Linked DNA regions of Sus scrofa: regions 1 and 2 are each linked to region 3. A link is a contact called in public HiChIP or PLAC-seq and promoter capture Hi-C data. All regions are on one chromosome and are shown on one strand. Each heading gives the region's core, a stretch centred on a gene start, on an enhancer-like site or on the middle of the called end of the contact. The rest is flanking DNA. Distances are from core to core; before and after follow the strand shown.

What was found. Promoter capture Hi-C pulls out the DNA fragments that hold promoters and counts their contacts. HiChIP or PLAC-seq counts read pairs in DNA pulled down with a chosen protein or histone mark.
Region 1: a contact with region 3 is called in a promoter capture Hi-C map of fetal liver, with 2.8 times the contacts expected there. The contact joins the promoter of PKLR here to the promoter of DAP3 in region 3. A contact is called at or near these places in 3 of 5 promoter capture datasets (fetal liver, liver and skeletal muscle), 3 of 47 Hi-C or Micro-C datasets (mesenteric adipose tissue, omental adipose tissue and retroperitoneal adipose tissue) and 2 of 2 datasets of contacts at active chromatin or transcription factors (alveolar macrophages and skeletal muscle).
Region 2: a contact with region 3 is called in an H3K27ac HiChIP or PLAC-seq map of alveolar macrophages, with 4 times the contacts expected there. The contact joins the promoter of FDPS here to the promoter of DAP3 in region 3. A contact is called at or near these places in 2 of 5 promoter capture datasets (fetal liver and liver), 1 of 47 Hi-C or Micro-C datasets (retroperitoneal adipose tissue) and 1 of 2 datasets of contacts at active chromatin or transcription factors (alveolar macrophages).

What each region holds. Positions count from the first base shown.
Region 1 is chr4:94,535,432-94,538,236 of Sscrofa11.1, forward strand. It overlaps PKLR (pyruvate kinase PKLR), which reads left to right and starts at 1,547. Exons shown (of 11, transcript XM_021089721.1): 1 at 1,547-1,652; 2 at 2,252-2,434. The coding sequence starts at 1,592. All of the region lies in intron 1 of LOC102165794 (a long non-coding RNA gene), which reads right to left.
Region 2 is chr4:94,512,372-94,515,229 of Sscrofa11.1, forward strand. FDPS (farnesyl diphosphate synthase) reads right to left here and starts at 1,323. Exons shown (of 10, transcript NM_001185131.1): 1 at 1,142-1,323; 2 at 902-1,064. The coding sequence starts at 1,323.
Region 3 is chr4:94,296,116-94,299,208 of Sscrofa11.1, forward strand. It overlaps DAP3 (28S ribosomal protein S29, mitochondrial), which reads right to left and starts at 1,366. Exons shown (of 13, transcript XM_021089714.1): 1 at 953-1,366. ASH1L (histone-lysine N-methyltransferase ASH1L) reads left to right here and starts at 1,417. Exons shown (of 28, transcript XM_021089697.1): 1 at 1,417-1,561; 2 at 2,024-2,163. The coding sequence starts at 1,432.

The sequences.
Region 1 (2,805 bases), core at 297-2,796, 240 kb after region 3:
TAAGAGCTGAACCAGTATCCATGAGGATGCTTGTTCGATCCCTGGCCTTGCTCAGTGGATTAAAGGATCTGGTGTTGCCACAACCTATGGTGTAGGTTGCAGATGGGGCTTGGATCTGGCATTGATGTGACTGTGGTGTAGGCCCCAGCTGTGGCTCCAATTCGACCCCTAGCCTGGGAACTTCCATATGCCACAGGTGTGGCCCTTAAAAAAAGTCAATAAAATTTTTTTTAAAAATGCAGTGCAAAGAAAAAAGTAACCATATCACTGGTATGAGGGGAAAAAAATCTCTATTTGGGCTGATGACCAGACAGTGTGAATGGATTGAAAATTTATCAGGAAAAATGGATGAGAGATGGAGAACGCCAGAGGGCTGAGCAGGTCTGGGGGAGGGACTCTGTGTGGCGACATGGGCAGCCTGCAGGGTGTGCCCCTTTTCTTTTCTCTGGCTCCCTTTGATAAGACCAGCAGTCTTGTTATCCTCTCCCCTTCTCTCTCCACAGTCTGGGCAGCCCCAGTTCCGCATATTGGAGGCATGTCAGTGCAGGAGAGCATGCAACCCCTGGGGCTTTTGTCATGCATCTCTAAGTCCCAAAGGGATTTAGCCAAGTCCATCCTGTTTGGGGCTCCAGGAGGTAAGAAGGGGCAACAGATGCCATTGAAGAGAAGGGGGAGGGGTTCCTGTTGTGGTTCAGTGGAAATGAATCCGACTAGTATCCATGAGGATTCAGGTTGATCCCTGGCCTCACTCAGTGGGTTAAGGATCCAGTGTTGCCATGAGCTGTGGGGTAGGTGGCAAATGAGGCTTGGATCTGGCATTTCTGTGGCTGTGGCATAGACTGGCAGCTGTAGTTTCGATTCAACCCCTACCTAGGAATTTCCATATGTCACTGGTGTACCCCTAAAAAGCAAAAAAAAAAAAAAAAAAAGAGAGAGAGAGAGAGAGAAGGGGAAAATGAGGGTGAAAATCAGGAGTGCGGAGTTCCCGTCGTGGCGCAGTGGTTAACGAATCCGACTAGGAACCATGAGGTTGAGGGTTTGGTCCCTGCCCTTGCTCAGTGGGTTAACGATCCGGCGGCGTTGCCGTGAGCTGTGGTGTAGGTTGCAGATGCGGCTCGGATCCCGGGTTGCTGAGGCTCTGGCGTAGGTCGGTGGCTGCAGCTCCGATTCAACCCCTAGCCTGGGAACCTCCATATGCCGCGGGAGCGGCCCAAGAAATAGCAACAACAACAACAAAACAACAACAACAAAAAAGACAAAAGACAAAAAAAAAAAAAAAAAAAAAGAAAATCAGGAGTGGGGCAGGGGGTACATATAATCCATATCTGCTGCTGGCCAGGAGGCATTTGGGGAGGATTTGCAGCCTTTGGAGTCGCCCCTGTGTTTAGTAATGGATCCTGCTCTGGGCCTCTTCTCTCAGCCCCAAAAGGCAGGGCAGAGGGAAGCTTGCAGCACGGGAGCCACTGGGTACTCCCGTGGTTCCTGGACTCTGGCCCCTGGGGCAGAGGTCCTCCAGTGACAGGGGAGATGCTGGTGACACTTTAACCAGTATGCAGTACTGATCCCCGGCCCAGCTGGGCCTCATTCCCTCATGCTTCAGATATCCTGGAGCAGACCCCCCAGAGATAGACAGGCGTGCAGTGGCATGGAGGGTGCGGCTGGCAGTGGGGCTCCTCTTCCCCTGGGCTGGGCTGTGTCAAACTACAGGGGCTCCAGGACCTGAAGTAGCTTGGAGCAGGCTGAGGAAACTCAGACAAGGGGGTGGGGAGGCCAGCCAATTGCCAGAGGTTGGAAGGAAGAAAACAGGGACTTTAGGAGGGAGAAGTGGGTGATTCTGGGCCTGGAAAGGAAGGGTCACTGTGAGCTAGATATCAATGGAGGCTAAGGCTGCAGGAAGTCAGCAGCTAAAGGGTAAGAAGTCCAGGGTTGACAAGGATCAGACAGCTGGGTGGTCAAGAACTTGAGCCTAGAGTTAGACCTTGACGTAAATCCTATCTCTTACGTAGGAGTGGTATGACCTTGGGCACTTTATTTAACCTTTCTCAGCCTCTGTTTCCTTACCTGTTAAAATGCAGATAATTATAGAGCATTTAACAGTACCTGCTTCCCAGCATCCTTGTGACTAAATAAGATAACGTACGTGTAATGCCCAGCTCATAAAAAGACAACCAAAACTGGAGCGCTGAGGCTGTGCTGAGATGAAAAGATGAGGAGGAGAGGCAGGTGCCCATGCAGCCCTCTTCTACCGCAGGGCCAGCGGGGTACCTACGGCGAGCCAGCTTAGCCCAACTGACCCAGGAGCTGGGCACTGCTTTCTTCCAGCGGCAACAGCTACCGGCTGCTATGGCAGACAGCTTCCTGGAACACCTCTGCCTGCTGGACATCGATTCTGAGCCTGTGGCTGCTCGTAGTACCAGCATCATTGCCACCATCGGTAAGCACCCCCTATTCCCGCTGAAGCATCACGGGACCTCTTGGGTATTTCTCAAGATGCTTCCTCATCTTTTGTCTCCTTCAGACTTCTCCCTGTCTGAGCGAGTCATTCATTCAACAAATATTTGTTGAGCTCTAGGCAGACAAGCATCTGGCCCCTGGGAGTTGTTCAGTGAAATGAAGACCCCTTATCTTTGGGGAGCTGACAATCTAGCTGGGTGGGCCAAGACTTAAGAAACATAATACATTATTTTAAAATAAGAAATGTATTTATTATTTTAGAAAGTGATAGGTACTATGGATGAGAAAAAGAAAAATCAAACATGGTAAGGGGTGTCAAGATGCAAGGGCAGGAGGTGGCAGTGCTAATAG
Region 2 (2,858 bases), core at 73-2,572, 220 kb after region 3:
TGAAAAGCCTCTCTCACTTTATTAAAGCCCCCCCACCCACCCACCCAAAGTCGGCCAGAGGAAATCTTGGAGGAGACCATAGGGTGGAGGACCCGTCCCCCACTCCTCCAATGGCATGTCCTGCTGGGACCTCTGTGCCGTTGGCTGCCCTTAGATCTAATTCACTGGGAAGACTTCCCTTTTAATCTCCATCCCAGTGTAGACACACCCCCTTCTCCTTAGTTCCCCTCAGACAAATGAGAGAGCATTTATAGTAAGAATTACTAGATACTCTAAAAGAATAAAAGAATTAGGAGTTCCCATTGTGGCTTAGCAGTAATGCACGCAAACTAGTATCCATGAGGACACAGGTTCAATCCCTGGCCTTGCTCAGTGGGTTAAGGATCAGGTGCTGCCATGAGCTGTGGTGTAAGTCAGACATGGCTAGGATCAGGTGTTGCTGTGGTTGCAGCTCTAATAAGACCCCTAACCTGGGAACTTCCATATGCCACACTTGTGGCCCTTTAAAAAAAAAAAAAAAAAAGGAATAAAACAATAAGGCAACTTAAGTATCTCAGCAATAGTTCTTGTCCTAGAGCAGGAGTTTCTGATGCACTAGCTTCACCCAAGCCCATCTCAGACTGCCTTCCTCCCAGGTCCCTGCCAAGGTAGCCCCTCATTATTTCTGGATGCCTAATGCCTCACCCCCAGGGCCCTCCACCCTTATTCAAAGCAGTGCGGATGGCCCAAAAGAACCACCAGGCAGGACTACTGGGCTAAGTATACCTGCACCTCCAGAGGGCACCCAGAAACGCTCAGGTAAAACCCTGCTCCCACCCCTGCCAAAAGTCCCCCAAAAGCCAGAGCTGGATCCCACACATGCAGAGAGAGCAAAGACTCTCTCCAGTCATAAATCCCTCACCTCCTTGAGTCGGGCAACAGCATCTCCTATCTCTGGGTGCCCGATGTCCTCCTCAGTCAGCACCTTGACGATCTGGGAGAAGTGCTGGATGAAATCCTGCCTTTCTCGGGCATAAGCGTCCAATTTCTGGTCTCCGTTCATTCTGAGGGAGGAGTAAAATGCTCTGAGGAGAGGGAGGACAAGTCAGAAACCTGAACAGCTGCTCCCCTCCCCAAGGCCCCTCACCCCCACCAAACTCACCGAGGCTCCTCTGTCCACGCTTGGCACCAGCAGCGAGCACTGTGCCATGCCCCCAGGACTGGGCACCCGTGCACCAGGGAGGGCCGCCGTAGGGGACCCAGCCACCTCTCCCGGGGCACCCAGCAGGGGGCTGGCAGCAAGAAGAGCCCCACAGATCTCAGCCAGCGGGACAGGGGCAGCATGGGGGGTGGTACAGGGAAGGGGCACTGAGCACTCCCTGCAGGAGCAAGCACCAAAGGCAGATGCACGTTGGCAGCTCCCCAGGTCACCTCCCCGAACTTTTACCTCCATAGCCAGAAGGCCCCACTTTCTCCTGGTATGAGATTGAGGGCATTTACAGGGAAAAAAAAAAATGTGGGGAACAAAAAGTACAGCTGGGTGACTGAGAATAAACTAACTGCACTTAAAATATGATGGCTAGAACTTGGAGTTTCCTGGTGGCCTAGTGGTTAAGGACCCAGTCTTGTCACTGTTGTGGGCAGGTTGGATCCCTGGCCTAGGAACTTCCACATGCCATAGGTGTCGCCAAAAAGAAAAAAAAGGTGACTAAAACTTATTGCCACCTAACTTTATCCTTTTCAACCATCAATGCCTCCCCTCCAGGGATTCTCTGGAATTGCTACACCCCTGGCTGCTTCCCAAGTCCTGGAGTACAGAGAGAAGAGTCTAGAGTAAAGGAATTCAGAACTGGGGGCTAGGAAGACCCTTAAATCAACCTATTTTATATAAGTCAAGCTGAGCCTCTAGGAGGTAGGAAGATACCTAGGACGTGGGTACCAAACCTAGAATCCAGGTCTTCCCAGTAGCCAGAAAGAGGGGTACAGAGTCTGTGAGATGAAGAGACATGAAACAGGAACCCCTGGGTGCTATGGACATGTGGTCTGAGGCTCTGGGACTGGGTGTCCTAAGCCTTTACAGACTAGAACTATGCAGACAACCTCAGAACAACAGTGGGCAGGTGGGGAGAGTTCGCAGTAGAAGAGCAAACCAATGTGCAGTTACACTGAGGGTTCCAGGAAAGCACAGGACAGGGATGGGAGTTTTTCACATCCATGAGGTTAGCCAGTCGGTCCCACCAACCCCCAAAGCGGGGGAACTCCAGCACAACGTACTGGTCCTCCTGTGCCTCAAAGTATCACTACAGAAGTAAGGCTGAGTTTCTAACCCGTGCCTCCACTCCCTGCCCGAGACCTCTCTCACCTGTTCCTGGATGCCGGTTGTGGATCCAGAGAATTGCTGGGGTATGCCTAAAAACCGGACTCCTCAACGCTCAGCTCTCTGGGACTAGTAGTTCTCCATCTCTTTTCGCTATAGGCAGAAAGGCCCAGTAAACTACAATTCCCGGCATGCCACGGGAGGGACAACTACAACGCAATCTAGCGTGTACTGGCAGGGTGGAGACGAGCCACTCTGATTGGATGTTTTCCCTCGTATGAGTATGAGGCCCTGTAACCCACAGCCAATGGAAGTGCAGCACCCCGGGGCCCACAGCTAGAAGGAGGTAGAGTGGGCCAAGATTAGAGGCTGCTGTGGCAAATGGGAAGCAGGCTGGGAGTTTCCTACGCTCCCAGCTGTTGCCTTTACTACATTTCAGTTTTCATTATCTTCCTGTGCAATTGAGTGGCACATTACTAAAACTCCAGAAGGACCACTTAAGCAAATCATAGAACTTCTCGGAGCCTCAGTTAACGTAATTAAAACAGACTTCCCTCATTTG
Region 3 (3,093 bases), core at 116-2,615:
AAAAAAAAAAACCCAGAGCAATTAAACAAAACCTGATCCATATACTTAAGTATGGAAAAGGGAACATTTAGGACTGTCTACTTAAACTTTAGAGCTTGAAATTAATCTAGTACAGTGATTTTGAAACTATTCCTAGATCCTTAAAAGTCCATAGATGTTAAGGAACGGAATATCCAAGCGGATCCCTCCCCCGATTTATTCTGTTTTACACTTTGGGTGAAACTAAAGATTATTTGAATAGAAAGCTTCAGAAATACCCGTACATTTTAATAGTTCATAGTTCTCCTTACTCAATCATCAAGAAAAAGTAAGTGTTCATTCACAGTTTTGAGAAACAAGTATCAGTAGCCACAGAAATCTGAAAGATTTCCTTTTGCATTTATTATAACGATTTGGAAGAATAGGACACAAACTACCAATTACACCCACAAACCTTATCAACATCCAGAGTACTGTAAACGATAACATTACACTTTGCACCTTCCCTGTGCCTAGAAGCTAATACTTCTTTATCTACATTATTTTATTTTATCACATACCAACCTTGAAGGCAGATTTGGAGTTAACTAATTTTTATGTTCAGTTTTTCATTTGTTGACAAGGAATTAAGAAAAATAACTTTCTGAAAGACACACAAGACGTGAGAGACCAAGTCCAGACCTTGAATTTGTAACGTATGGCATCTTTATCCTCTAACATCAGGCTGCCTAATGAGGTTGAAAATATATCATCTAGCCAAGAGGAATGCATAAAAGTGCACGAAACATCATCGCGTATAGACAGTGGCGTGAAATTCGAGCAATCTAAGATGGGTTTAAAATAGAATTTCAAAAAAGGAAGAAAGAAAAAGCCGACCACGCACCGGTTCTTCTTTAGGTTTCAGGACCGCAACACGGAGCCCGGAAGGAAGCCCCCTAGGAGGGTCGCCGGCCCAACTGGTTTCACTCCCTACCTCATGGAGGTTCCGAGTCCCACTCCTCTCCTTCATGAGTACAACCCCATGCAGGTCCATTCCCTCACCGAGAGTCGTGGATCCGCTTTCCTGATGCGGTGAACGACAGGCACAGTCAAGGGCTGGCTCCACAGCGCTTGTCCCGCAGCAGAGAAGCAAGCTCGGGTCGTTTGGCAGGAAGCTGCTCACCGCGCAGCCGCCGCGGCCTCCAACTACTTGTCAGCAGAGGGGCGCTAGGCCGCCCCCGAGCCGCTCACCGCGGCCAGGACGAGGTGGGGGGAGCGAGCCGTGTCGCCTTGGCGCCTCAGCCATCGAGGTAAATAGTCATAGGTGTCTACTGGCCACTGGGGTAATTCCAATCCTAACGGCAACTTCTGCCCGTTTCGTCTGTCCTTTTCTCCCCCGCTGCTGCAGCTAATGGGAATGGAACAGTCCCGCGGGGGGGATTGTGGGAGGCGCACGCGCGAGGGGTGGAGGGTATGTGGGGGGGGCGGAGGGGGAGGAGGCGGCGGCGGCGGCCGTGGCGGCGGTTGGTGGCAGTGGGGGCGGGGAAGGGGGGGAGGAGAGGAGAGGAGGTGGAGGAGGAGGCTTGGGCTCGCGCCGCTGAAGGTACGCGTGAGGGCCCGCGCCAAAGCTGGCTTGACAGGGGCCGAGGGGAAGTGGGGGACCGTGCGAGGAGGCTCCCCAGAGCGAGTGCGTACTGGCTGGCGGGCGCGCCAGGCGGCCGAAGGCGGTGGTTGGTGGGAGCAGCAAGCGACGAGCCCAGATACACTCTGGCGCGTGCGGGCGGGCGTGCGCGCTCTGCCGCCCGAGTCGAGTGAGGAGGGAGGACGAAGGGGGAAAACGCGAGGAGGGAGGAGTGGGAGGTGGGGGGGCACGAGGCGCCCTTCGCTCCCTCCCTCCCAAGGAGCTGCCGCCGCCGCCGCTCTGCCGCCGCCGCTCCCGCCGCCATTTTGGGTTCGCTTTGCGGAGGGGGAGACGATCCCCGTCTCGGTTGCGGGACCCGCCTCCCCTCAGTTTCCCCCGCTTAGCCCCACGCCTTTCCCCTCTCCTCTCTCGCATTTCCGCCAGTCCGCTCACCCGCTGGCCGCCTCCTGACAAGCGGGAGGGATCCGCTGTGGACCAAGGGAAGCGGAGGAGCCTGGTGGCGGCCGCCCCCTCTTCCCCACTTCCCTGCACTCTCATCTCTCTCGGCCTCGGCCTCTGACACGGTGAGTAGTACCGCCTGGGGAGGCCTTTGGGCCTAAGTACTCCCTCAGCGACTCAGTCCTTGGCTTCCTGGGAGCTACTGTCATCTCCCGGACCTGGACCTCCGGGAGAGCGGTGGTAAGGATGGGGGAGGGGAGAGTAGGGAAGGGGATCCTGAGCTTACCGGGAAGTCCCTCCTGGCGGAGGTGAAGGGGTGTCCCTGACAGGCGGGCTCCTGGCTTGGGGGAGGGGGCGGGAAAGTAAGCGAGTGGAGGCGGAGCCCGCTGTGCCCCTGACAGGTTAGTTTGTGTGTTGTGGAGGCACGATTGGAGCATCCCCCATAGGCCAGGTTGTTCCCGTTAAGGAATAAGAGTGTCAGGAGGGATGATCCTCTTTTGAGGGTAGTTTACCTGTATGTTCAGATCTGTGGTGTCCCTGACACGCTCAACTGGCTGTTGAAACTACAGGATGGTCTCCGTGTTATAAGTTTAATAGATGTTACTGGTTAGTTTGTGCATGGAAAGACATGTTTTTGGTCTAGGAGACAGATGGTCTGTTAGTGTATAGCGGCTGTGTTTGTGTGTGTATGCAAGAAAGGAAAGTGTTTCGGAAGAGTTTGCTTTTATTTGTACAAGTGTAATGTAGTTCCACTTATAAGTTAGCTTATTTTTAAATTAAAGTTTGGGATATTCCCTGCTGGTTGATATGTGTGTGTGTTTTAGGGTTTGAGAGTGCCTTATTGACTTGTTGGGAAAGAGAAGTCAAAGCAGTATTTTAGAAATGTAGCATGTAAGTGTGTGGTCAGGGATGGGAGAAACTTGTCATAACCAGTTATTCTTAAGAATAGTTTGTTCCTCTGAATAGAGTGAATTGTGTAAATATGAAGGCCCAGAACATCTTTACCTGAACAATTACTGTGAGGGTGTAAAGAATGGTTGGCCTTTCTGTTGACC